7 separate regions of the Mus musculus genome follow, and all the other regions are linked to region 1. Evidence: chromatin contacts called from public Hi-C, HiChIP or PLAC-seq and promoter capture Hi-C data. All regions are on one chromosome and are shown on one strand. The core of a region is the stretch at or near the end of the contact, and the rest is flanking DNA. Distances in the headings are between cores, read along the strand shown. Region 1 holds the start of Rbbp6 (retinoblastoma binding protein 6, ubiquitin ligase). Region 2 holds the start of Gtf3c1 (general transcription factor III C 1). Region 3 holds the start of Il21r (interleukin 21 receptor). Region 4 holds the start of Nsmce1 (NSE1 homolog, SMC5-SMC6 complex component). Region 5 holds the start of Kdm8 (lysine (K)-specific demethylase 8). Region 6 holds the start of Uqcrc2 (ubiquinol cytochrome c reductase core protein 2). Region 7 holds the start of Polr3e (polymerase (RNA) III (DNA directed) polypeptide E).

What was found. Promoter capture Hi-C pulls out the DNA fragments that hold promoters and counts their contacts. A called contact is a pair of places that touch in the nucleus more often than the background predicts. HiChIP or PLAC-seq counts read pairs in DNA pulled down with a chosen protein or histone mark. Capture Hi-C pulls out chosen DNA fragments and counts their contacts.
Region 2: an H3K27ac HiChIP or PLAC-seq map of thymic regulatory T cells shows a contact between it and region 1, with 9 times the contacts expected there. The contact joins the promoter of Gtf3c1 here to the promoter of Rbbp6 in region 1. A contact is called at or near these places in 5 of 39 promoter capture datasets (cranial neural crest, embryonic stem cells, hippocampal neurons and 2 more), 2 of 484 Hi-C or Micro-C datasets (CD8 T cells and Th1 cells), 4 of 115 datasets of contacts at active chromatin or transcription factors (astrocytes, embryonic stem cells, stem cell-derived neural progenitor cells and 1 more) and 1 of 9 other capture datasets (liver).
Region 3: a Hi-C map of B cells shows a contact between it and region 1, with 6 read pairs. The contact joins the promoter of Il21r here to the promoter of Rbbp6 in region 1. A contact is called at or near these places in 2 of 39 promoter capture datasets (hippocampal neurons and pre-B cells), 1 of 484 Hi-C or Micro-C datasets (B cells), 1 of 115 datasets of contacts at active chromatin or transcription factors (bone marrow-derived dendritic cells) and 1 of 9 other capture datasets (liver).
Region 4: a promoter capture Hi-C map of adipose tissue shows a contact between it and region 1, with 4 times the contacts expected there. The contact joins the promoter of Nsmce1 here to the promoter of Rbbp6 in region 1. A contact is called at or near these places in 6 of 39 promoter capture datasets (the 3T3-L1 cell line, cranial neural crest, hippocampal neurons and 3 more), 1 of 484 Hi-C or Micro-C datasets (B cells) and 2 of 9 other capture datasets (adipose tissue and liver).
Region 5: a contact with region 1 is called in a promoter capture Hi-C map of embryonic stem cells, with 4 times the contacts expected there. The contact joins the promoter of Kdm8 here to the promoter of Rbbp6 in region 1. A contact is called at or near these places in 6 of 39 promoter capture datasets (the 3T3-L1 cell line, cranial neural crest, embryonic stem cells and 3 more), 6 of 115 datasets of contacts at active chromatin or transcription factors (the NIH/3T3 cell line, astrocytes, cardiomyocytes and 3 more) and 1 of 9 other capture datasets (liver).
Region 6: a promoter capture Hi-C map of pre-B cells shows a contact between it and region 1, with 2.7 times the contacts expected there. The contact joins the promoter of Uqcrc2 here to the promoter of Rbbp6 in region 1.
Region 7: a promoter capture Hi-C map of liver shows a contact between it and region 1, with 2.6 times the contacts expected there. The contact joins the promoter of Polr3e here to the promoter of Rbbp6 in region 1. A contact is called at or near these places in 1 of 39 promoter capture datasets (pre-B cells), 1 of 115 datasets of contacts at active chromatin or transcription factors (large pre-B cells) and 1 of 9 other capture datasets (liver).

The regions. Positions count from the first base shown.
Region 1 is chr7:122,968,561-122,972,192 of GRCm38.p6, reverse strand. It overlaps Rbbp6 (retinoblastoma binding protein 6, ubiquitin ligase), which reads right to left and starts at 1,629. Exons shown (of 18, transcript NM_011247.2): 1 at 1,066-1,629. The coding sequence starts at 1,231. It overlaps 4930413G21Rik (RIKEN cDNA 4930413G21 gene), which reads left to right and starts at 1,734. Exons shown (of 1, transcript NR_045614.1): 1 at 1,734-3,135.
Region 2 is chr7:125,705,754-125,709,385 of GRCm38.p6, reverse strand. It overlaps Gtf3c1 (general transcription factor III C 1), which reads left to right and starts at 1,698. Exons shown (of 37, transcript NM_207239.1): 1 at 1,698-1,929. The coding sequence starts at 1,709. D430042O09Rik (RIKEN cDNA D430042O09 gene) reads right to left here and starts at 1,516. Exons shown (of 28, transcript NM_001081022.2): 1 at 1,438-1,516. The coding sequence starts at 1,444.
Region 3 is chr7:125,601,550-125,605,181 of GRCm38.p6, reverse strand. Il21r (interleukin 21 receptor) reads right to left here and starts at 1,753. Exons shown (of 9, transcript NM_021887.2): 1 at 1,330-1,753.
Region 4 is chr7:125,489,874-125,493,505 of GRCm38.p6, reverse strand. It overlaps Nsmce1 (NSE1 homolog, SMC5-SMC6 complex component), which reads left to right and starts at 2,063. Exons shown (of 8, transcript NM_026330.4): 1 at 2,063-2,093.
Region 5 is chr7:125,443,066-125,446,697 of GRCm38.p6, reverse strand. It overlaps Kdm8 (lysine (K)-specific demethylase 8), which reads right to left and starts at 2,078. Exons shown (of 8, transcript NM_029842.5): 1 at 1,906-2,078.
Region 6 is chr7:120,633,490-120,637,121 of GRCm38.p6, reverse strand. It overlaps Uqcrc2 (ubiquinol cytochrome c reductase core protein 2), which reads right to left and starts at 1,933. Exons shown (of 14, transcript NM_025899.2): 1 at 1,800-1,933. The coding sequence starts at 1,832.
Region 7 is chr7:120,916,017-120,919,648 of GRCm38.p6, reverse strand. It overlaps Polr3e (polymerase (RNA) III (DNA directed) polypeptide E), which reads right to left and starts at 1,871. Exons shown (of 21, transcript NM_025298.4): 1 at 1,739-1,871. n-TLaag4 (a tRNA gene) reads right to left here and starts at 2,132; the gene lies at 2,051-2,132.

The sequences.
Region 1 (3,632 bases), core at 380-2,879:
GGCAGCAAGTCCCAGTACTATGATGTTTTCAGGGGTGGTGGTGCACCCCTTTGATTTCAGCACTCAAAGGCAGAGGCAAGAGATCCGAGTTCAAGGTGGCGCAACACCTTTAATCCCAGCACTAGAGAGGCAGAAGCAGGTGGATCCGAGTTCCAGGGCAGTCAGGACTACACAGAGAAACTATCAGAGAGACAGACAGACAGATGGGACCTAGACCCAATTACTTTTAAAATGAAGAGCTCAAATTTTATAACCAGTGGCTTACTTACATTCACACATGGTAGCATTCTTTTTAGAAAAACACACACACATATATTTTGGTGGTGTCGGATGAAGAGCCCAGGGCCTTGCACTTTGAAACTTTTCTGAACTGCTTAACAGTTAAGTGTGGTCTAACACCTGCATTCCCCACACTTGGGAAGCTCAAAAGGGGTTGTTGGGGTTGGAGGCCAGTCTGGGCTACAGAATATAACTTTTGAGTAAATATCACTAATTCTGGAATTACACCTCAGAGTGTTCACCTCAGAACATTTTTTTAAATACAAAACCAATTCCAGCACTAACTAAATCCTCAAAAATACCTTTTCTACAAGCAACCCCGTATAAATAAATAAAAGGCCAGTGGACAATTGCTATCAGCTTCAAAACGCTGCTAGATTAGCCAACAAGTTATATCTACTGCTGCTTTAACCAATAGGAAACCTTACACAGGCTTTCCTCTCCTGATGGAAAAACAAGTTAGGGAAAGGCCACAAGGCAAACACCCAACAGACTCAGGTAGCAACCCTTTTCTCTTTTCAACCCAATCCCACTGTTTAAAAAACTTTAATTAAGGAGGAGGTGGGGCCCCATTTTGAAAACCAGCCTGCTAGGTAAGACAGATCCCAGCATTCAGAAGGCCAGTTAAACTCCAAGGTCGGGTGCTGCAATCCTTGGCTATCAATGAAACTCTGTGTATGACAACGGGTAAGAATGGAGTTCAAGCCTGAAACAAGAAACTTAAAATACCAACCTTGACGCCCCCCCCTCCCCCCAATAAATATCTGCGGCCCGTGTGCCTCTTACCTTCTTTCGTCTGTGCGTTGGTGATCTGCAGATCGCTATCGGCAGCTTTCAGCTTTTCTCTCCCCATAATCTGCTTCTTTAAATCGCAGAGGGAGATATGGAGCCCATCAAAAGTGACGGTGTCGTAGTTGAGTTTAGAGGAAAATTTATAGTGCACACAGGACATTGTGGCAAAAGATTCCTAAGGTTCAGCGAGGAGACGTGGACACTCTCAATATATGTATATTTATAAACTTAAGAGCAAAATATGTACACACACAAAACACTCAAAAGACAACGAAGGACCCTAAGGCCTCAGATTAAATACCCCCCCAACCACAAGCGGGGGTCCGTGAGAACAATAATCCGGAACCCCCCGTACTCAGAATCGCTTCATGAGGGAGGAGCAAGACAGGAAAGGGGGCAATCGAGGATCCGCCAACCGGCACAATGTCACCCGGCTGGGTCCCACTCGCTCATGCTAAGGGCCGGCAGGAGACGGGGGCAGGCGGTGCAGTCAGTAGCGGTCAGTCCACACGTTAGAGTCCGAATGACCCCGCGGGGTCAGGGGTCCATAGCGGCCGCACCTCCCGGCTAGTCTCTCTCCGTGGATGGGGGTGACCCAGGCCCCGGGAGAAGGTTGCGGGGAGAGGGCCTAGGCCCGGAGTCCACGAGCGGCCTCTCGCCTCCTCCCGGCTTCCGGACGACCGGCGTCGGCGTCCCCAGGCCCAGGCCCCCACCGCACACACACCCTGGCGCCTGCTCCCCGGAGGCCACGAGCGGCCCGCGGCCTAGGCCGAGATCGCGCGGTCGGCGGAGGAGAGGCCTTCCAGCGGCCGCCCGGTTCGGCTCCGCCTCCCCCCCGCCGCCGCCTGACACAAAGCCGGTGCGGGGCCCAGCTAGGCCGCGAGGCCCTTCCTCACCACCCCGGGCCCCGGAAGGCGGCTTCGTTGGCCCCGGGGACACCACCGAGGCTGCCCGACTCTTCCTCTTGCTGCTCCTCGCGCTGCTCCCGCTCCTGTCGCCTCTGAGCCCACGACCGCGTCGGGAAGCCCGGAAACGGTCGGGCGGCGGCGAGGGCGTCGCTGGATTCCCTCTTTATTATTATTATTTTTTTTTTGTTCTGCCCCCCCAACCCCGGGCGCTCTCCGGCCCGCACCCTGCGCCGACGACACCTCCGCGCCAGGCACTATGGCGGACGCGGCCTGGCTTCGGGCGAGCGCCCCCACTCCGGGGTCTCTTAAGCAGGGACTGCACGGGCGGCGCACGCGAGGCGGGGCTTGGGCGTGCGCCGATAGGCGGGCCGGGGGCGGGGCCGTCTGCGTCACAAAGCGCACCGGCCCGCCCACGTGACCCGGCGCTTTGTGACTTGCGGCGTGGAACCTGAGGCTACGCGGAGAACAGGAGAAACTACGTGGGTCCGCAGAGAGGGGGAGGCGGACCGTCCCACCGGGCGGGTCTGGAAGGGGCGCTTAAGCGGCGGAGGCCCCAAAGTGCGGAGGGGGTGAACCGCGAATTCCACCCACGCACGAGTCTCATCACTGTGATGGCTGCTCACCAACTCCTCTCCTAACAGACTGTATACCCTGAGCTCTTCCAAAGCTGCTGGTGAGAATGGACCATCATCACCACCAGCAGCATCTTAAGAGCTGTGTCCGACTCTTACCTTGTACTAGGCACCGCGTTGACCGCTGATGTTTGCAAATTCTGGAGCCCAGTCTCCTAGGTCGGAAGTAACTCCGTTCTCCCAAAGACGCTGTCAGAGAATAAAGAATTAAATCCATGAGTATATTTCAATATTTAAGACCATGCCTGGCATATCTGTGCCTCAATACAGGGGGCCTAATAAATGTCAAATAAACAACAGCAAAAAAATATCTCCAATTTATAAGATAGAAACCTAAAGCCAACAGCCGTGCATTTTTCGAGTTTTCAAAGAAGGGAATGCTTGCTGGGTTGCAGGGTCCTCATTCCATTTTAAATTACAAAGTCCCTTAGGAGGGTTGGCATTCTTTTTCTCTTGTGGCATACGGGACATATTGCATTTATAAATTCATAAATAATAAAAATTAAAACTGTACAATTACTATCATTTACAGTGTCCAATGTCCAGCCTCTGAATTTTACAGGCTAGGCTCAAGGAAGTTCAGCAACTGAGAACAAAATCATACATCCAAGAGGTGGCAGAGTTTTCAGAAACTTCCTGAATGCTAACGCCCCAGATTCTGACTTGGTTTAAGTCAATCATCTTGTCAGAAACGCCTTCCTAAGGCCATCTTATTAAGATAGTCATCGATTTTGGCCTTTATTTTCTTCTTAACTGCAAGGAATATACCTGTTTGTTCTTCTGTTGTTTTTTTTTTTATTATTAATTTTCTTGTTTGGTTTTGGTTTTTGGTTTTTCCAGACAGGGTTTCTCTGTATAGCCTCAGCTGTCCTGGAGCTCACTCTGTAGACCAGGCTGGCCTCGAACTCAGATATCTGCCTGACTCTGCGTCCCAAGTGCTGGGATTAAAGGTATGTGCCACTACTGCCCGGCTTATTAATTATTTTTTTGCTTGTTTGTTCTGAGGTTTCACTATGTAGCC
Region 2 (3,632 bases), core at 449-2,948, 2.7 Mb before region 1:
TTTTTTTTTTTTTTTCCTATTTGGAGGAGGGGTACACACAGCTATCTTCACTTAAAAGATCTAAGTTCAGGAGTAAGAGTTTCCTGTTTCTTGTTTGTTTAGAGACAGGGCCTCCCCAAGTAGCTTAGCTTTGGCTGACCTGGCACTCACTTTGTAGAAGAGGTCATCCTCACAGAGATGTCCTGAGGGCTGGGGAAGAGGCATGCACCACCGCTCTTGGCCTGAGGTTCGTTCTAAGTGAATAAATGTCTTGAAATTTTGCATTTATGTGGCAGCATCACAGATATAATACACACTTATATTGCTTAAAGGTCTTGTAAAGGAAAGGCTTAAAGGAGTCCAAGGACTCCTAGATTTTAAGAACCACTGTTCGACAGCAGGACAGGGCAAACTGATAAAACGCATTTTTTTATAGTGCCTCGAGGACAAAGGACAAAGGCACCCTTTAAGCAGATGTAACACATTCGATGGTAACATGTCTTTCCATGCTACATCCACTGGCTTTCACAGCAATGCAGAAGGAAGGGGCAGTAATGAACTGTGAAGCAGCACAGACCCTTCCAGTCTCCTCAGACATCAGTGTTCCCATCTGAAAAGCTGGATATCAGAACAGCTATTCCCAGGGAGCGCCTGAGTGTCCACAGTGATTCTAACCAGGCTGCCTTTAGCCTTACGACTGACTAACTAACTGGCTATCATAGTTTGAGACTTGCTCCTAAAAACAATCTGCTTCTGTACAGATTGGCAACTGGTTTATCAGTCACAGCCCACCAAACTTGCTCCCGTAGACATGTGCACTGGCAAGCTCTGGAATGGAAGGCTTCTAAAATATTTTTTTTTTTCAGATTTTAAACTCCCATCGTCCAGGAGTCTTACTCATGCTGTCTCTTGATTAGCTATTTGACTTTGGCCAGGCAAAGTGGCCTGCCTTGTCTGAGCCTCAGCTCCCTCGCCTGTAAAATAAGTGACTATCCCAAAGGACTGCTGTGAAACGTTTGCACTTGTCAGTAGCTACAGAAACCCTGGCACCGAACAGTACTCAGTTCACGTGAGTTATCAACAATACCGAAGCACATAAAACTCTTCCCAGCCCTTTCCCTCCACTCCTGATGCCAGGAGCTGACAAACGTACTCCCAAGGGACACGCTTACCGCCAACCAACTTCGACATTCCCATCGCCCATCCCAGGACCCCCGCAATCCTCCTCACGCCTCCCCCGCGCCAATCTCTTCCCCGTCCCCCCTCCCTAAGTCTGAGAGAGGGACTCCTACAAAACCACTCCCAGCCGTGGTCCCCATCCCGCACCGCCAGAACCTTCCCCTCAGGCTGGACACCATCCTGGGCCGGGGTCCCTGTGGCTAGGCGTTCCTCCCTGAGACACCTCCGAGGGATGAGGGACGGCCGCCCAACCTCCCGGCGGGGCCCACGGACACTAACCGTCCATCCCTAGAGGCGGCGGTTCCGGCCTCCCGAACCGGAAGCGGCCCTGACAGTGTTTGCAGTTCCCCTGGTTACTACGGGGTTCCGGACCAATGGAGGAGGAACTCTGATCATTGAGCCCGCCCTCGGGTAGCGTGACGTCACGGCGGAGCGCTGGGACTCCCCATCAGTCCTCCCTAGGCCTCGGATCGCTGTACGCAGGCGCATTGGGCCCTGGCCTCGGCGGCGAGGTGCGCAGGCGCCCCGGGCGCTGCTAACTGAAGCGGCCATGGACGCGCTCGAGTCGTTGTTGGACGAGGTGGCCCTGGAGGGGCTCGACGGCCTGTGCCTGCCCGCGCTGTGGAGCCGCCTGGAATCCCGCTCGCCTGCCTTCCCATTGCCTCTGGAACCCTACACGCAGGAGTTTTTGTGGCGGGCTTTAGCCACGCACCCGGGCATCAGTTTCTACGAGGAGCCGCGAGAGAGACCTGACCTGCAGCTCCAAGACCGGTCAGCCACCAGGGGTGGGGCGAGGGCTGAGAGCCTGGAGCGGGGCAGGATGGTGCGATGCAGAACGGGGACCGTGGGACGTGGGGGATGGGCGCGGGAGGCGAGCAAACCTGAGCTCTGCGCCCTAGCAGGCCGGAGTAGATGAGCTGGGGGATGGGGTATCCGCTGTGACGGAACTGTTTCCCAGTGTGTTAAAGGAGCGAGTCTAAAGAGTTCCTTTAAGTTGGGTGATAGGACGGGAGTAGGAAAGTGGTTAAAAAGTGGGACTAGGTGAGGTCCTTCAGGGACCTTTAGGGAGCGTTCGTTCCGAAAGCTAAGGCAGCTCACTGGAGGTCTGCATAGCCCCGAATAGCAGTGAAAGAGTAGCCGAGGTGGACTGGGCGCTTCCCATAGGTGGGTTCCAAGACCCAGTTCTGGAAGCGACAGAACTCAGTTCCGCGACACTGAGCGAGACACTATTGTCTTTTCATTTTACAGAGGAGGAAACTGACGCCGAGAGGTTAAGGGATTAACCTTAGGTTAAGTACAGGATTCAGGGATTGCTAAATGCACTTTTCCCTTCTCCTATCTGTCCTTCTCCAGGAGCAGAATCCAGCTCCTTGCATGCTCTGCCCTTAGCCTCAGCCCACCCCTTACTCCCCTGTACAAGTTTTTGTTAAGAAAGGGCTGACGAGCTGGTCTTGGTGTTACACGCCTTTAATCCCAGCACTTGCGAGGCAGAGGCAGGCGGATTTCTGAGTTCGAGGCCAAGGCTACACAGAGAAACCCTGTCTCGAAAAACCAAAAAAAAAAAAGAAAAGAGAAAAAAAGAAAAAAAAAAGAAGAAAGAGCTGACAATACAGTTCAGTGTGATTTCATATCATACCCGCTTGCCTCTGCACTCTAGCACTTGGGTTACAGGCATGCCCTACCATGCCCTGCAAGTTGGAACTCTTAAGCTATATTATGAAGGTCAGAGGAGGTTCTAGAGGTAATAATGAACCAGATAAGTTTAGATTTAGGCGGCCACTTGGCAGAGTGCTCTGAACAAGCAACACCAAGTAGAATAGCTTAACGGGAGAGAAGTGAACTGCGTGCGCCTGAAGAGTACGCTTGGAAGCAGGGAGCGTGGAAAGTTTTACAACACCCTGAAGAGGAGGCTCAGGGGGTGAAGTGGGCATCCACTAGGATTCCAGGAAATTTAGGTCCAGGATCTACTCTGCCCTTGACTAAACTGTCTGAGAAAGAACCTGTGATCATCTAGTCCACTTGATGAAGCTGTCCTTTACTATAAAGACAGAGGGAAGTCTCCGGAGGGGGAGTGAGGCTGGTGACAGTGAAGCTGAGAGTCACAACCAGTCAGGGACTGGTTTATCCTGGTGGGGATGGGAATAAAGAAAGCATAGGATCAAGACATCCCAGGTAGCCTGGCCTAGTAGCACACACCTGTACTCCCTGCAGGCAGACTCCAGCAGGAGGGTCTGAAATCAAGGCCAGCTCCAGTTATATGGTGATTATTAAAAGGCAGTGGTGATGCACGCCTTTAATCCCACTTGGGAGGCAGAGGCAGGTGCAGTTTTGAGTTCGAGGCCAGCCTGGTCTACAGAGTGAGTTCCAGGACAGCCAGGGCTATACAGAGAAACCCTGCCTCGAATTCCCCCCTGCCACCCCCACCCCCCCAAAAAAAAGACAGTCTAATCGTGATGGCAGCACATGACTTTGGG
Region 3 (3,632 bases), core at 504-3,003, 2.6 Mb before region 1:
CTACTGCAGAAAACACCCCACTGTGGGGATCACGTGGCTAAGTGCTGTCTGAGAAATGTCCTTAGACAATGTTCCAAGGCTGTGAGTTTTCCTATGGGACGGCATCCTGCCATATAGACTGGGTTCCAATTTCTGTTCTGACTCTCTTCATCACTCTTAACCAAAAGGCAGGTTTGTCCCCCACAGGGTCCACCCAGTATTGACATCTATGCACCGAGCTGCATGGGGCCATTGGCCTCACCTGGACTCTGAGGGTTCTGGGAGGTCCCCAAGTTCTCACAATTCACGACAGATAGGGCTGTTCTAGCCTTCCCTGTATTCTTGGTGGCTCTCAGTGGTTAGCCCTTCTCCTCCATGGGGCAGGGTACCTGGGTGTAGGAGCCCCTGAAGTCAATCTTGACATTCTGATGTCCTGGAGTTCTCATAAACAGCCTCACAAAGATAGAGCCACCTTGATCCCCATTTTACAGATGGAGAAAGTGAGGACCCAGGAGGCTCAAAGAAGCAGAGAGGCTTGCCCTGGTTCGCTGCTAGACTCGGAAATGCTACCATGTGCTCTAACTGCCTCAGAGAGCACAGACATTCTCTTAGGAACTACTCGTGACCCTCTAATGCATCTATGACCTGCTCTGGTCCTCTTGACACGTCCTAAGCACAGACATTATTTCCTATGCTATTAACCCATGTGCCGCCTTCTCCTATTCTGTTCTCTAGACTAGACTTCCAACAACCTCCGGGCTCCCCTCTCTTCTCATGGAAGAGGTGTTACCTCTTATCATCTGACCCAGGCCCTGGATTTGGGTGGTGACACCTGGTTGGACTGCCCACCTTGCCATATCATGACAAGACCCATAAGGAATGTCACTCTTCCCCTGTGGAGTCAGATTTCCTTCTCTGTGAAGTAGGCACCCCACCTGCCTGGAAGGATAGATGGAGTTAAAGTAATAAACTATACTGGCCGGTAGTACCTGATTTCCTCCCTACAAAACGGCCCCCTGGAAGCTTCCCAATGCCCCTGGCTACTGCCTATCACTGCCTGGCAGACTGTCTACCATCCAGAGTCTCTCTTTTTTTTTCTCCTCACCACTTCTTGCAGGCAGTTTTGCATAGGCAAGGGATTATGCTAGCCATGCTCCTGCCTCCATAACCCTCCAACATTCAGCAAGGGCATTCCTAGTCATTTTTAGTCAGTTGAACAAGGAACTCCAGCCCTGACTCTGCCCACACTAACTGCGTAGTGTTCTTTGCCTGTGTCCCACCACAGTGTTATGCAAAAGACAGAAAAAAGGCCCCCAGACTCAGGGAGAACAAGAACTAGAGTCTACTTACCTACTCCTTCAGGGTCTTTCTCAGAAAGCCATTCTTTAGGCTGGGGCACTTGGGTGGTCTCCTGGGCGTGGGAGTCACAGCGGGACTCGGAGTGGTGGTGGTGGGAGGTGAAGGTTTGAGGTGGGCAGGAGTTCAGTCAGGTGCAAGTCCAGAATCAGGGGAGTCACTGCTGAGATAGTCCTGAGGCTGAGGACCAGCCGGGCATCTGGGCAGAGCCTACACAGAGGAAGACAGTAGGGCTGGGGCAGCCAGACAGAGACAGGGCACGCCTGGGGCACGGGCTGAGGCCAGTTGGCTGCCCCAGGGATGGGCAGACTTGCGGTCAGACAAGCAAGTGACCGTGAGGCACACCACAGGAGAAGTGGGCAGACAGCTGTGTGCGACTGAAACACAGGGCCACCAGCGGAGGCTTCGGTGTCTATCTGAGGCCAGGCAAGGGGTGGGGAGGGGATGTGGTAAACAGTGCCCCGCCCAACCCAGCCAGATCCTCCAGAAGGGGCAAGAAAAACTAAGATGCCTGCAAGCAGGCACCCACGGCTCCCCAAAGGTCACCCTTAACACGATATTTGGGGTCTGACATCTTGCAGACAGATGACATCATCCCAAAGGCCTCACAGTCGTGTCCCAAGAGGCAGGCAGTGAAGTGGGACTTGCCACTTCTTGAAGATGTAGAAACCGAGACAGAGATGTGACAGTAGCACATCCCACCTGAAGCCCTTGGTATTTACCCTGAGCCCCTCAGCACAGATGGGACAGACTGAAGGTGGACGCCTACCTCATGACTGCTCTTTTACAGGTGTCTAACTGGTCCATTTTGTCTGTCCCTTGCCTGCCCCAGGGTCCTGATTCAGAATGACCCAGACACTCAGACTTTCTGCCTTAAGCACTGCTCATGACCATCCATTCCCCAGTCCCCAGCCTCAGCATTGTGGGAAGGAGGACATGCGCTGCTACCCTGGAGGAGAGAACCCTGCTGCTCCTGAGAGCCTTGCTGTGCCCCTTGTCCAGCCAGGAGGGCAAGGCAGCCACACACAGATAGAAATCCAAACAAATAGAGAAAATAAACTCTTTCTTTCTTTCTTTCTTTCTTTCTTTCTTTCTTTCTTTCTTTCTTTCTTTCTGTCTGTCTGTCTGTCTGTCTGTCTTTCTTTCTTTCTTTCTTTTTTTCTTTCTCTCTCTCTCTTTCTTTCTTTCTTTCCTCCCTTCTTTCTCTCTCTTCCTTCCTTTCTCCTCCCTCCCTCCCTTCCTTCCTTCCTTCCTTCCTTCCTTCCTTCCTTCCTTCCTTCCTTCCTTCCTCATAAAAAGGGCTTTATTATTGAAAGTTCAAATTAATTCTAAACAGTGAGGTTTCCATTCATTTTCTGACCATGCTGAGGCTATCACCATTCCTGTCAAACCATGGGTGACCTCCTGCCTCTGCCTCTTCCCTCGACAGTCCAAGGGTGGTCCCCATAGTTTAGGGCAGCTTTTAGAATCCCTTAAAATCTGCCTCCGAGACTCATCTCTTCAGAACTCACAAGCAGGTTCATAAGATCATGTCTATCCTGTGCAAACCGACACTCTAGCCGTCACTCAGACCTCATGCCTGCACCCGTGAGGCCAATGTTTAGTCAACCTTTGAGGCGAAACAACTTGTTGAAGACTCCATTGATGAGCAGTGAACTAGTCCAATCCCGTGCTCTGCCCAGGACCACTCTTGAGACAGTGCGTAGGTTCTCCTGCAGCTGTAGCATTTACCTTCTCAAGGTACTCCCACAGACCTAAAAGCAAGCTTTGTCTATGTTTCAACAATTTAAGCATAACATGAGCAGCAAGCCCTCATCCATGGTCAGCACAGGAGACGGCCAGTCCCATGAGTTCCTCCGATCATCAAATTGCTCACTTCCCACTTCTGGAGAGGGCATGACTTCAGTGCCCTTCCTGTCACGAACCTTCTAAGACTTCTACAGGGCTTACACATCTCCCAGCTGGGGACCCAGGGGAGAGACTTTCCCTTTGCCAGCCTCAGAGTCCTCTGCCCTGGGAGAAAAGGTAGGGGCTAAGAGGGATCCACAGCTGCTCTTGGGAACCAGGAAAGCATGGAGTCAGTGAGTGCTCCCATTCCTGAAACACAGCGCAGCTGGTGTGTGCACAGCAGTCCTCTCTGACCCGTGCAGTAGAAAAGAAACTCTTAAGACTGTTTTTTTGTTTTGTTTTTGTTTTTGTTTTTGTCTTGAAGCAAGTGAGAGGTACAGAAAAGGGGTGACAAATAGACTTTTGGAAGCCAGAAGACAAAAGCCAGGCAGCTCCTGCCCAGCAGCCCC
Region 4 (3,632 bases), core at 814-3,313, 2.5 Mb before region 1:
CAAGGCTGTTCCTCAAGGCTGAGGTTCAACCCCACAATCTATTCCTGATTGGCTAAGCCAAAAAGCAGTCTGAGAAGGGGCAGAGAGTTGAGGGAGAATGTAGACTCTCTTACAGGTTTAAGCAGTTCAGGGAAATCAGGTAGCAGATTACACCTGGTTCAACAAGTGTATTGGATGAACAAGGAACAAAAAGGCTTTTCAGGAGCTGGGAGCATTAGGGAAAGTGGGCTTTCAGCTTCTAAACCTGTCTGTAAGGAAAGAAACGACTGCGTCTCTCAGTTCAGGCTTGCGTGGCAAGTGTCTTCACCCACTGAGACATCCCCTTGACTTTGAATACTGACAATGGTTTGAAAGGCTTTTTAAGACTTCAGGGCAAACCAACTGTTCGAGCTTCCCATGAGGGCTGTTTTCAGAGTTTATACAAAGTTTTTTGTCATTGATAGTTCAGTTACCAAGAATTTATTATTCACCCCACCCCCAGTGGCTCACAGTTCATCTTCATAACCCTGTCCTCAGTTTGATACTATGGTTCTTTATAAATGGCCAGGATAAGGCTAGGGCTGGCGGAGTGCTTTGTCCTAGAGATGAGAGAGTTTGGGTTCAAGAACCAGGATTTGACCTTGGCCTTCCACCTCCAGAGATGAAGCTTTTAATGACCTCTGTATTGTTAGTCTCCCTACTCAGTTGAAGAGCTCTCCAGAAGATAAGAAGCTGTCCAAGACTCCAGGGGTGGTGAGAGGCCATGTATGTTTTCAGAGATTGGACTGTGCACTTCGTACGGTTGTATAATTAGTCACTTTTCCTGGGCGAGGCTGCATTTCCAGCTCTGAGACGTGCATCTGGAATTCTCGGAAAGGAAAAGCCTTGAGCAGGCAGAAGTGATTTCTTTGAAGTTACCCTTGTGGCAATTTCATCAGGCCTCACAATTCTTAGATGAGAGTGGCTAAGGCAGTACCACACCACACTTCTCGGCGGCCGTCCTAGTTTTCCCTGCACATTAGTAAAAAGTTTCTGCCCCAGGTAGTAAATGTCTCCGCTGACGTAATAAGCCAGATCATGCTGAATTAAAAATATAAAAGCAGGTTTACCGGGAGCAACTCTCGGGCAGTTTCAACGGTCTCAGAGAACGAGGCCAAAGAAGTCGCCATGAGACCCGGAGAAAAAGAGCCTAGCAAAAGAGAAACAGAAGGCAGAGCGACAGAGAAGAGAGTCCTAGGATGGCTGGGGTGGAGGCCTTTTCTCCACAACACGCACCTGGGTGAAGACTTAAGCAGCCGCTAGGTCCCTGAGAGCAGGCCAGAGGGGTCACCTGCATAGGAACAATTAGTTCTTTTAAATCTCTTATTCAGGACTGGTGTGTGTGTGTGATCGTCTCTTATGCTTTTTCCTCTGTGTGTGTGTGTGATCGTCTCTTATGCTTTTTCCTCTGTGTGTGTGTGCTGCATAGGAACAATTAGTTCTTTTAAATCTCGTATTCAGGACTGGTGTGTGTGTGTGTGTGAGATCGTCTCTTATGCTTTTTCCTCTGTGTGTGTGTGCCAGAGGTCTACGCAAGATGTGGTTCCTCGGAAGGCCTCCACTTTGTTTTTTGATACAAGGTCTCTCTTTGCCTGGGCAGCAAGCACTTTACAGATTACGCTCGCGGACCCCAGAACCGGCTGTTTTAACTCCACTTAGTAGCTCCATGAAAGGTCACCGCTCAACCAGTAGCGGCAGAGCCAAGTTTCTAGCTCAGGCCACAGGAAAACAAAAGCCATTCTTCGTCTCCAGTCTAAAGCCTGCAGTAGTTTTACTACGACACAGGCCGTGGGCCGTGGATCGTCCCGCCGTGGGTTCTCCTCCAGCGAGCGAGAGGCGGGGGCGGCGGAAGCCGTTCCGGGAAGTACGAAAACCGCGCGGGAAACCGCGTAGCTCAGAAGGCGGCTCACAGGTGCCAAGGCGCCATAGCAACAGAGCGGGCGGGGAAAACGGAAGTACTCCGCTGGTGAGCGGGAGAATGCGCGTAGCCCACCAGTAGGAGCTCCAGTCTGGCGATCTCTCCGCCCTGGAGGCGGGCTCCGATATGGCTTCCGGCGTGATCTCGCTGGTTTGCGGTACGTATGAAGGCTTTGGGGTGCTGCGGGGACCAGAGCGGGCATCTGTGGGCAACGGGATCGACCATGGGGTCGGCGCGGGCTTTGGCGCTGACGAGATATTGAAGCCCGCAAAAGGCAGGGGTTGGAACAGCTCTATAACAACATAAGTTGTTTATTTGTTAATTTAAATTTTAAAAAATTGTCTTTTCGAGACATGCTCTCACCATGTAGCCTAGGCTGACCTGGAACTCCTGTAGCTCCTGACTCCCGATCGCCTGATGGGTCAGGCGGAGAAAGTGTGCCTTGTCACTGACACTGTTTGGTGACAGCCACTTGTACCCTTCTGTTCAAAACGACCACACCCTCCCCTTGCGTGCCCCGCCTCCCCACTCCCCCCCCCCCTTTTTGTTTTGTTTGTGGAGCCAGCATTTGAAAGCCTGAGGCTAAATGTGTTCAGAATCATCCGTTTGTCCGATTTTGGAAAAGTATAGGATTCCTGTGCTCTGTGTTTTGTTGCATTTCGTACTGATAACCATAAATAACACCTCTAACCCAGACCAAGACTGGAGAAGTCTAGAGAAGGAACCTAGATCATGGTTTGTTCTGTCTGTCTGCCTATCATCTACCTACCTATCTAAGCAATCTATCTAATCATCTGTGGTTATGTTTTCTAGACAGGTTTTCTCTTTATTGCCGTGGTTGTCCTGGAATTCACTCTGTAAATTAGGTTGGCCTTGAACTCAGATCTGCCTGCCTCTATCTCCCATGTGATGAGATTAAAGGTGTACACCACCACTGCCCAGCAACCACGGTTGGGACTGGCAGTGCCTTAAAAGAAACTGCTTTTGCAGTACTGTCCGTCACTATCGCCATCACTTGTGTACCTTTGTAGCCCCAGCTCCCTCCTGGGGAACACTGTTCCTCATGAGGTTCTGGTGCGTTTCAAACCAGGCTGTGCCATCAGCGGATTAACACTGCCTAGCACAGGCCACCCATGCTGTACCCAAGCATTGCTTATTCTGTAAACGCCTTGGTTTTAAAGTCCTTTGAGTGGGCTGCACCTATCTATGGTTAATCCTCTCTGCAGAGTCCCTCATTGCAGATAGTTGCCATCCTAGCCACAAACAAGCATGGCTCCTGTGATCGGTTCCACACCCATTTTCTGACCCCTTTCCCCACATCACACCATTTGAACTTTTTCTGTACCACTCTTCTCTAATTAATATTTAAGTTGTCTTTAAGTATTTTTGTTTTGTAACATACTTATGAAGATAAAATGAACACCTCAGGTGTAGCACCACCAGATTAAGAAACGTATTATTCCATACCCCCAGCCCCCCATTGAATCTCCTCTACAAAGTTTCCCACTACTCTGAATTCTGTTTTCCTTGCTGTTGATAGGCCTCACTGAGTTGCTATGGCCCTGCCATGATCGCTGTGTACAGTTCTTTCTGTGTTTGGCATCCTTGTGAATGTGTGATTTGCTTTTTGCATATGGTGTGGTTTTGTGTGTTTGTGGTTTGTTTTGTGACAGTTTCTCTTTCCCTGGCTGACCTG
Region 5 (3,632 bases), core at 829-3,328, 2.5 Mb before region 1:
TGTATGTCTGTATTCGACCATGCTTCCGGCCATGATGATAATGGACTGAACCTCTGAACCTGTAAACCAGCCCCAAGTAAAACCAGCCCCAAGTGCTGTCCTTTATAAAAGTTGCCTTGGTCATGGTCTCTTCACAGCAATGGAAACCCTAACTAAGACAGTAGCTAACAGGTACAATCCATGCGCCAGGTGAAGGCACATTTTGCCTTGGCTTTACAGCCAATGTGTCAAGGTTTCTTTATAAGAGCTCCAGGATTCAGCAGTTGTCCACTGTAGGATCCTAGGCTCCATGAATGTTTCCAGAGGAGCTGGTCTGATGTGGGCCCAAAGCAACAGTCTTCACACAACCAGAAGCTTGAACAGGCCTTCCAGTGTATACTGCCTGGACTGCCTTTCTCTATGGCCTCAAGCCCAGGTTTCAAGTCAACCCCCCAGTGCTCCCACACAACCCGGTCTGACACAGATAGGACCAGACTAAGTGGCCCTGTAACCTGGCTATAAGTATGGCCTGGCTTCCTATACCCTCTCCCCGAATTGCCTCTTAGAAAAGGCAGTATTAACCAAAAGGCCTGCCACAGAAGGGAGCAACTGTTGGTTTATAAACCAGTCTTTAACAGTGTACCCACACTAGCCTCTAAATTGGCTTCCCAGAGTACCATATAAAAGTTTATTGTGAGATGTATAAATAGGCTTCCAATAGTCAGGTATAGATGGCCTAACTGTGGAATTCACCACCTAAACCAGGAGACTATAAATTTAAGAGCCTAGACAAACAAAACCGGGGGTTATTGTTGGTAAAATGACACCCACAATCACCCAAACACAGGCCACATGTACCAGCCTCAATGGCCTCATATGTTCCAGTATAAGTTTCTCTCCCACAGTGCAACAGTTAATAGGCCTTAAAGACATCTTGCCGGCCATTGCTTTGCTTTTGAAGTTGGTAGGGGCTGTGTCTTTGCTTGCAAGGTGGCCTTCTGGTATTCTACATTCACGTGTCAGGCAAAAGGCACTGCTTTCAAGTAATGGCCAGGTGCGGGTTGCACAAAACGTTTCTCTGTAGCCTTAATTCTAAAAGGTCTTTAAATAAAGGCCCATTTGTTGGTGTACAAAACGACGCTTTTTGCGAAAGGATGTCACCCAAAGGGTGCAGGATCTAATCTGTGTGGTTCTATCTGGGCTTCCTAAGTGAACTAAGCTGCTCACACCAAAACCAAAGGAGCCAAAAACGGGGCCGAACGGAATCAAGCCTCGCTTCCTAAGTGCACTTTTTGGGGATGCATTACAGAAACCGGTTTTGGTTGCTAAGCGGGATGCTGGATGCCTTAGCATGAACAACAGTCTAGGGAAAGCACGTGCAGTCCTTCTCTCAAAGTACCCGGCTGCTCACGCCCTTCTGGACAGTCTGGATTGGAGGGCTGGCTAAGTGGCCTAAGAGAAGACGCCCCGACTCCCAGGAAGTCTTTGGTTGTTGCTGTGGACCTCTGTCCGCTTACGGGGGACAGGCGGACTTGGGCGAACGGGTTCGAGGATGGAGATTGGAAACAGGTAGCAGTGGCCGCAGCCATGCCTTCCGGACAGACGGCGCAGGCGTGGTTATGTGGGCCGGTCTCGCCACTAAACCTATCCTCACACTTGAACCACTAACCGAAGCCTAAAAGGGAAGGGCACGACAGTTGCACGCATGCGCTATTTGACATCCCTAGCAGCTCCTTCAACTGTTTGTGGGGAGCAGATAGCTACTACGCACGCGGCTTTTCAAGCAGCTCCCAGGCCTCCCAAGGCGCCTGCGTGAAACCGTCCCGGCTCGCCCGCGCCGGGCTTTAGCATGGCGCCTGCGCAATCCGTCCTTCACGGCCAGGCTGCAAGTCTAAGCAACTGCAGCTGCCTGGAGCTCCAACTAACCTCTCTGGCGCTTGGACTTGTTTGTGTCTCTCGTTGCTGGCGACGACTGGTTCCGTCCGGGCGAAGATTCTTCGGCTGGCTTTATCACCGACTACACCGAGAGCATCGATCACTTCTGACTCGGCTGATCGCGACGGGTGCCTAGAGGAACGCGGAGCAATCGATGCCAGGCCCCGCCCTCCTCCGGTTCAAAGACTTGGGAGGCTTGAGCTTTCTTTTCCGGGTCATACCTTGCAGAGCAGTTTGTCACTTGCGACTACCCAATCCTTCCAACTCAGATAATGAGTTCTCCCTATTTTACAGAGTAGGAAGCCGAGGTGGAAGAAAAATAGCCACATGATTTTAGAAGTCACGTATATAATTTGAGCCCACAAGTACTGCTTGCAGGACTGGTTTCCGTGAGTTGGCCTATGGTTTCTTTGCAGAGACAGACTATGTGGAGTGGTGTGGCAGTCAGTTCGAGTTTTGAGTTTCGAGCATTCTCTCCCGGTTGACTCCAGAGGTGCCTGGAGCAGCAGCAGCAAACGATTCCCTGCAGCGATCTGCTAGCCTTGGATTTGGAGTGTGACTTCTACTGGTCAGCAGGGATTGAGTCGGGATGTGGCACTCCTCAGTTTTCGTTTTCTCAGGAACACTGAATCGGTTGCTGCCACACCACTCCACACAGCCTGTCTCTGCAAGGAAAACATCCTTCCAATAGGACTTAGACAGAACTCCAGGATATCCCTTCATTCTCTGTGACAGGCCAGCATTCCAAAGTTCCATGCTTGGTCTTTTGTTTGTTTGTTTGTTTGTTTTTAGGGTGTGTGTGTGTGTGTGTGTGTGTGTGTGTGAGACAGGGTTTCTCTGTATAGCCCAGGCTGTCTTGGAACTCACTTTATAGACCAGGCTGGCCTCGAACTCAGAAATCCGTCTGCCTCTGCCTCCAGAGTGCTGGGATTGAAGGCATGCGCCACCACACCTAACTCATGCTTGGTTTAATAAGTGATTAATCGAACTACTTGTCCCCACTTATCAACAAAATGCTGGACAGCCAAATTAGGTGCCTGCATGTTGGTCCCCATGCAGCTGTGCACAGGCTGACACCCGGGGTGTAGTAGCTCTGACCTGCTATATTAGCAGGCCACCCTTCTATTTTATTTCCTGAATTTTCTAGCTTTGGATTTCTTTCCTGTGAAAGAAAAGCTCTAACTGGGAAGATGAGCAGTCGTTTAAGTGCTTGCTTTGCAAGTGTGAGGGCCTGGCTGTAAATTCTCAGTAAAAAGTCAAGTGCAGGGGCAAGCACCTGCAGTTCCAGAACTGGGGAGGCAGAGACAGGAGGGTCCCCAGGGTTTCTGTCCTGTCAGCCCAGCAGAGTCAGTGAGATCAAGGTTCAGTGAGAGATGCTTGTTTGGTTTTGAACCCCAGGACAAGGGACTCGGGTGCATATTTTACACACCAAAGCAGACCTGGCCTCCAGGTTCTCCCAGAATCCCTCAGTCCCTACCTGGCATACCCTGCTCCCAACCCTGAACTTTCTAGCGTGGGGGCTGGACTGCCCTTCCCCCCAGAAGCTCTTCTTCCCTATATAATCCAGACATTTTGGTCTCTCTCTTCACTCTGTGTGTGGGGCCCCTTTCTCTCTTTCTCCCTCCCTCCCTTCACTCTTCCCCTCCCTGTAACAACCCCCCGCCCACTACCCATGGCTCAACTTCCCTGGACTTGGGGCCAGTGAGCTTGCCCACCCA
Region 6 (3,632 bases), core at 684-3,183, 2.3 Mb after region 1:
TCCTCCATTTGTCAGTCTTTCATTTATTTTTACTAAAATCACCTTCATCTCCTTGGTCACTTTAAGGATCGTTTCCCAGTGCCCTTAATGTCTGCACTACAGTTTCACCCTTTCAGGTGCTGTACTAGGCATATTCAACCAAGAAAGGGTCTTAGCTTTATTGAACAAATATCTACACAATCCTAAAATCAACAACAAATTCTCAGCATAATATGTAATAACTTGGATGATGGATCTAAATGCACTGACTTTACACACACATATACACACACACACATACACACACACACACATTATACACAATGGTATAAAGCTATTAAGATATTCCAATTATGTCTAGGGTTCACAGGATTACTAATGGACATGCAAGCAAATACACTTTCATGATGCTAAGATCCACTAAACATGTTGTCAAGTGTACCTGTAAAGTTCTATAATGCTCCTACTCGGCACTGCCCAGACTGCTGTATGCTGAACACTCAGTCAGTGCTGGGCTAATCTGGCTGCTGGTTTTCACCTGTTCATGGAATTACTACTTTATCCCTTCAGTCCTGCTTGTAAATTATGAATATAATTAACTGTGTCATTTTCATTTTAGTTTGCTGGATAAGGTATATGCAGCCACTTGTGATTTTTAGCTGTGAATTTTTAGCTGTGCCCAAGATGTAATTCCTGTAACATCCAAGTGTAACAGTCCACATATGAATAATCCACACTTCCACTTCTGTGCTTTTGGGTAGTGAAGTTTAAAATCTCCTGCTTCTTTTGGGTTCCTTTCAGGAAAGACTTAGATACAATTTCTACTTTGTTTTAATAACACATGGAAAGTCCTGCTCTCTAAGGACTGCTAGCAATTGGTCTGTCTAGGCACAAGGAATACAACTGCAGCCTAAATTTGTACAACACATATATGTAAGTATAAAGCACAAGGAAACACTATGCCCAGGCCTGGTGTATCACTGTCTAGTCGTCTCTCAACACAGACACTCCTGGCATTTCCGCGTTGTAACTGTGCTGTAGGGGCTGCTGTTGTATGGTTGGATGTCTAGCTGCACCGCTGACCTCTAGATGCTAGAAGCACTCTCTCAACAGGTGGTTACGAATAAAAAGCTCCGCATGTGACCGGCTAGTAGGGGCAAATTAGCCCTTGTTGAAGTTTAAATGCTCCCATTCTCATCTCTTGAAAACCACGATTCCAGCGTGATAACGTGCTGACACACATGAGGTACTCCTCTCCTCACCGCAAGTGACAACTACATATTTTAGGGCTAGTCTTGAAGAAAGATCAAGAGCCCCTCCTGGAGGAAGCCTTTAAATGGGACCCCGAGAAAACGAGCATCTTAAGGAATGCGGGGACTGAGTACTGACAGGAACGAAGGTGCCGGCACTGAGATAAGCAGCGCACCGCGTTTGTGAATTTAATAAACTCGCACGCATTGGGGAAACCGACGCCTCGGGATCAACCCAGGGGCAGAGGTCGTAGGTAGGGGAAGCAGGCGGCCCGGGTGGCGTTGGCCTACACCCTACCTGCTTCTCGAGTGACCTTCAGGAATCTCCCGAGAGCCGCTTCTCCGCCACTCTCCAGGCCACCCTCCTCTTCCGCTTTCCCCGCGTTAGCTCTCGGCTGCTCACAGGACCCGCCGAGCCTCCCAGGCCTCGGCTCGCTGGCAGCCCCCTTCTCCGCGGGGTTTACCTGAAGGGCAGACCCAGGCCTGAGGCCAAGGCCGCACACTCCGCACCCAGCTCCTGAGTGGCCGACAAGCGTCCCCAGCCCTGCCCCACGCACGTCCCATGCTCACCGAGAAGGACCCGGCCCTGCTGAGGAGCTTCATGGCTCTAGCAGTTGCCCTTTCCCACGGTCACCGCTGCAGACAGCAAAGCAAGATGGGGTCGGAGGACCGAGTTTCCCGGTGTGCACTGCGAGCTTGCCCACGCCCCCTTGTACCGGCGGCCCTCTACGCATGCAGTGCTCTACTGCTCCGGTAGGCGGGACGAGCCCAGCTCCTGGGGAGAGGCTAGAGGTCTCCCGGACTAGATTGCAGCTTTTGTAGGTTATCCTTTCTGAGTTCTTTTTCTGCAAAAGACATGCAGCCTGTAATCCCAGCTGCGTCTGCAGCCGTCACAGTCACCCCAGCCGTCTTGGGCCTGCCCGTGAGTCCTCGCAAGTCCGGGAGTCGTCGGCACTCCCTGTTCCTCGGAGGTCGTCCCTCGCCACTTTTACTGTAGTCTTCCCGGTACCGCGAACTTGGTGACCGAGTTCACAGAAACTGGCAGGACGAATGTCTCGTCGAACAGATCGACACACTTGTAGGTCTCCTTGCCGCAAGGAGATCGTCACCAGCAAGGACTCAATCTCGTGAAATTTTCTCGCGCAAATTTGCGCGTGTGTGTATAATCAGGGACTTAATATAGTCTTCTATTGTACTTAAAAATGTTTAACTGTTGGTGATACAGACATATGGCACAAATCATTCGTGTGTTACACTATGATTGAGACTAATTCGGGAACCACTGCTTTCATGAAGCCGCATAGCTGCTTAAAAATGTTTTTGGTTACTTTTATTTTTTTTACAGTCCAGTCGTTGCCAGATTCCCGGTCCGCCCCTCCCACAGTTCCTCATCCCATTCCTCCTACCCCTTCTCTAAGAGGATGCCCCCGCCAGGCCTCAGTACTCCCTGGGGCCTCGTTTCTCAAGTTAGGTGCCTCTTCTCCCACTGAGGCCAGACCAGGTAGTCCTCTGCTGTATATATGTTGGGACCTCGGACTAGCTCATGTATGCTGCCTGGTTGGTGGCTCTGTGTCTGAGAGAACTCAGGGGTTCAGGTTAATTGAGACTGTTGTTGGTCTTGCTATGGGGTTGCCCTCCTCCTCCTCAGCTTCTTCCAGTCTTTCCCCTAATTCAACCGCAGGGGTCTCCGACTTCAGTCTAATGGTTGGGTGTAACTATCTGCTTCTGTCTCAGTCAGCTGCTTGTTGGGCCTCTCTGAGGGTAGTGTCAGTCCTTGGAGCCTCCCCTTGAGCTGGATCCAAATTTGGGCCTGCCACTGAACCTCTTTTCCTTCAGTCTGTTCTCCATTTTTGTCCCTGCAGTTCTTTTAGACAGGGACGATCTGGGTCAGAGTTTTTGATTGTGGGATGGCAACCCCATCCCTCCACTTGATGTCCTGCTTTTCTACTGGAGGTGGACTCTATAAGTTCCCTTTCCCCACTGTTGGGCATTTCATTTAAGGTCCCTCCCTTTGAGTTCTGAGAGTCTTTCACTTCCCAGGTCTCTGAGGGTCCCCCCATCTGAGGGGGGTGGTTTCTATTCTTTTCTGCTGGCTCTCAGAGCTTCACTCCTGATTCTCCCTTACCCCAATACCTGATCATGTTCCCCTTTTCCTCTCCCTGTCCCCTCTCCCACCCAGGTCCCTCCTTCTGCCCACCCCCTCCTAATGCTTTCTACCCCTCCCCCCCAAGTGGGATTGAGGACTTGGGTCTTTGGCTTGTTAACCTTCTTGAGTTCTGTATTCTGGGTATTTTGTACTTTTTTGGCTAATATCCACTTATTAGAGAATACATACCATGCATGTCCTTTTGGGTCTCAGTTACCTCACTCAGGATCATACTTTCTAGTTTCATCCATTAGCCT
Region 7 (3,632 bases), core at 622-3,121, 2.1 Mb after region 1:
CTTACCCCTGTCTCCACATAAGCATCTCCTCATGGCCTAGTGACCAATTACTGAACTTCTAACAGGCCAAGCCCCAAGCATCCTTGAGGACACTCTGCACAACAATCCCAGGTCATTTTCTTTTTTTTTTTTCTGGTTTTTCAAGACAAGGGTTTCTCTGTATAGCCCTGGTTGTCCTGGAACTCACTCTGCAGACCAGGCTGGCCTCGAACTCAGAAATCCACCTGCCTCTGCCTCCCAAGTGCTGGGATTAAAGGCATGAGCCACCACTGCCCGGCTCACCAAGTCATTTTCTGGATGCTCATTTTCCTTATATGTAACCACTGCCAGTCCTTCCAGGATTAGACGTGTTCCCTGACAACTCAACTGAAACAGCCGCTTCCAGCCCCTTCCATTACAAGCATAATTCCTTATTTCCTGAATGGTCCTAAGCTGGAACTTCCTGATCTGCTTGCTGGTCAGGTGTTAGCTGTCCTCTGTACTAGACTTTAAACTCTACGAAGGCTTCTCTATGCTTCACATTCCTGGACCATTAAGTGGAGATAATAATTATACTTGGTCGTGGTTATGGGATCATTACTTTTAAAATTAAAAAAAAAAAATCACAGTTCTTTCTCCCAAATATTAATGATGCCAGGCATCAATATAGTACCAAATAATACTCTTCTCATTAGCTGTGCAAATCAAAATTTATAGTGCCCAACTTCGAATTGGTTTACCCAAGGTCACAGCCCCCCAAGAAAACAGGTAAAGAAATCCAAATCTAGCTGATGCCAAGAGCCTTGGTTTTATTCTTAACTAACATGCTGCACATCTCTTTGGTAAAAGGCAGTATGGTGTAGTGGTTAAGAGGTTGGACTGCCGTGCAAAACCTTACAGGTTCAAATCCTACCTCTTCAATATAGCAGCTGATTAGCGACGTGAATTGCATAACCCTGGGTCCTTTCCTATTTTAAACCACACACCGGCTTCAAAGGGATAAGGCGAACCTAGAAGGACTGTTGCTACGTGGCAACATGTTTTCTTCCAATATAAGACCGAACAAGACAGCCACAAATGAAAGAAGCAGGAGTGTCACCCATCTTACACTCATTAAAACACCGTAGCACGGGAATCATATCCCCATTTCACAGATAAAGGTATGATCTTATCTTTTCGCTCCCAAACCCAGGAACTCTAAAACAATATTCCAGGATGACCCGGTATGTGCACCATCCCCCGTTACTGGAAGGTCCCCGGGTCCACGAAGCAGTCGCCACTCTGCTTAAACACAGATCAATGAATGAGGCGTCCCGGGCCCGCTCGGGCTAAGCAGAGTTGACCAGGTTCAACGACCCCTGCCCATGCAGGCGGCCCCGAGTCCAGTGGCTTTCTCCATGTCGCCGGTGCTCAGGCGCCCTTCCCACTCTTCCGAAAGCCGCCACGCCACCGGGCACCAGTGCCCTCGCAGGTGCGGTTCGGGAGCCAGGCCCGGGCGGGGCAGCGCGGCCGAAGCCTGAGTCAGCGCGGGCCGCACCGCCGTCGTCTCCCCACCGTCCAGCCGAACGGAGCGACCCAGGCCCGGGGCGGCCTGGAAAGCCGGGCGGCCACCTTGCGCCCTGCCCTGGTCCCGGGAGGCCGCGGCCCCTCGGCACGCAGCGGCGGGGGCCTGTCTGGCCTAGTCAGCAGCGCGGCCCGGAGCACCGAGCGAGTGCGACGGCTGCGACCCGGATCCCGAGGCTGCCGAGTCGGGGCTCACCTCTCCGCCGGGGCCGCGCGCGGGCGGCGGAACGGCCCAGGGACCCGCGGGCTGCAGAGACGGCGGCGGCCGGGTCTTCTATCAGGCAGCGGCCATGTTCCTGCTGGAGAAACTCCGCCGGACACGTGGGGGGAGCGGGGCCGGCCCTCGCGCTTCCTCTTACCCACAATGCCCCGCCCCGGCGCGCGCGGGACCGCCCCTTCGGCGAGCTGCTCGTGGTGCAGAGAGCGCACATCGACAGCAGGGGTCGCCGCTGCGCTCGCAGAAGGAACCTAGAGCGAAAGACGCTGAGACAAAAGAAAAAGCCTGCCTTGGCAGCGGTGGGATTCGAACCCACGCCCCCGAAGAGACTGGAGCCTTAATCCAGCGCCTTAGACCGCTCGGCCACACTACCCAGCTGTTGACGTCGTTTTCTAAGAAGCTACTTATTGGATTGACACGTATATTTTCTTTCGATTCTTGGAGTTATATTTATTTATTTTATTTCCTGCCGATAGAAATTGCCATAAACAATATTATCATCATGCCACTTATTGAAATAAAAGTATTTAGATGCAAGCTTGTTCCAAATAAGTTTTAAAGCAAAGGATAGTTTATTTTGCGTTCTGAGTCAGTTGGTTAAGGTGTCAGGTTAAGCCACTCAGACACTCAAAAACCCGAATTCGATGTCTGGTTCTGTCAGTAACTTTCACCAAGCTCTCAGAGCTGAACTGTAACCCCAGGTCTGCAGAGTTCTATCTGAAAATTTACGTGTTTAAATTTTTAGTACACAAACAATTTTAAAACTTTGCAGATAAAATATATTCTTTGTAATATTCAAAATAAGATTCTTCGAGCTTTGACTTGCTCTAGTTTCCTAGTACCCAGCATTATTGGCTGATTGTACATCCTTTCTGCTCTTTTGCTGTCAATGTTTATCTCCATAGAAAATAGTTTTGTTCATATTGTGAATGGGTTGGTATATAAATATTAACACAGTAACACATAGAGATATACAGCTGGCTGGTTTTTCACTATACTTTTGATTTATTTTCTGTTTTGCTTTTGTTTTTAACCAGACTTTATTTTTAAGTATCTTTGCATGTTAATATGCCCATACAGACTTTTACGTTTACTTTATTTATTTGTTTGGGAGTGGGGAACGGGCGGGGGCGGGCCGTGGAGGTCAGAGGACAACTTGCCTGATGAATAAGTTCTTTTGTTCCACCCTGTGGGGGCGTCTTAGGTTGTCAGGCTTCGAGGCAAGTGTGTTTACCTACCTTCTGACCGAGCTATCTCACCAGCCCTAGATATTTTAAAACACTGAAAAAGATGAAAAAAAAAATAGTCACACACACCCCATATTTCCACCACCTAGAATTAAACTCATTTCTGCATTTACATTTGAACATGCATACATATTCATTTGTTGTTTAAACTAAGGTTCACAATGCCCAGGCTGGCTTTGAACTACGTGCATTGATGAGTTTGAATTTCTGATCCTCCTGCCTGCACTTCCTAAGTACCAGAATTACAGCCTTGCACCTGGCCAATATGGCATTTTGCTTCCAATTATTTTCTTGTGTACATAATTTTTATTAAAAGTTACACAAGTAAGGCCTTCGAAATGGCTAAGCGTGTAAAAGCATGTAAAAATCCCTGGGACCCACATGATAGAAAAAGAATCATCCACAAGCTGTTCTCTGTCACACATACTCACACGATAATTAAGTAATTAATTAATTAAGTAAGATACACAGGTGATAAATGTAATGTACACTTTAAAACTGTGTCTTAAAATATGGGCTAAGAGATGGTAAGCACACTCCTTTAGTACCAGCACTTGGGAGGCAGAGGCAGGTGGATCGCTAAGTTGAAGGCCAGCCTGGTGTACAGATGAGTTCCAGGACAGCCA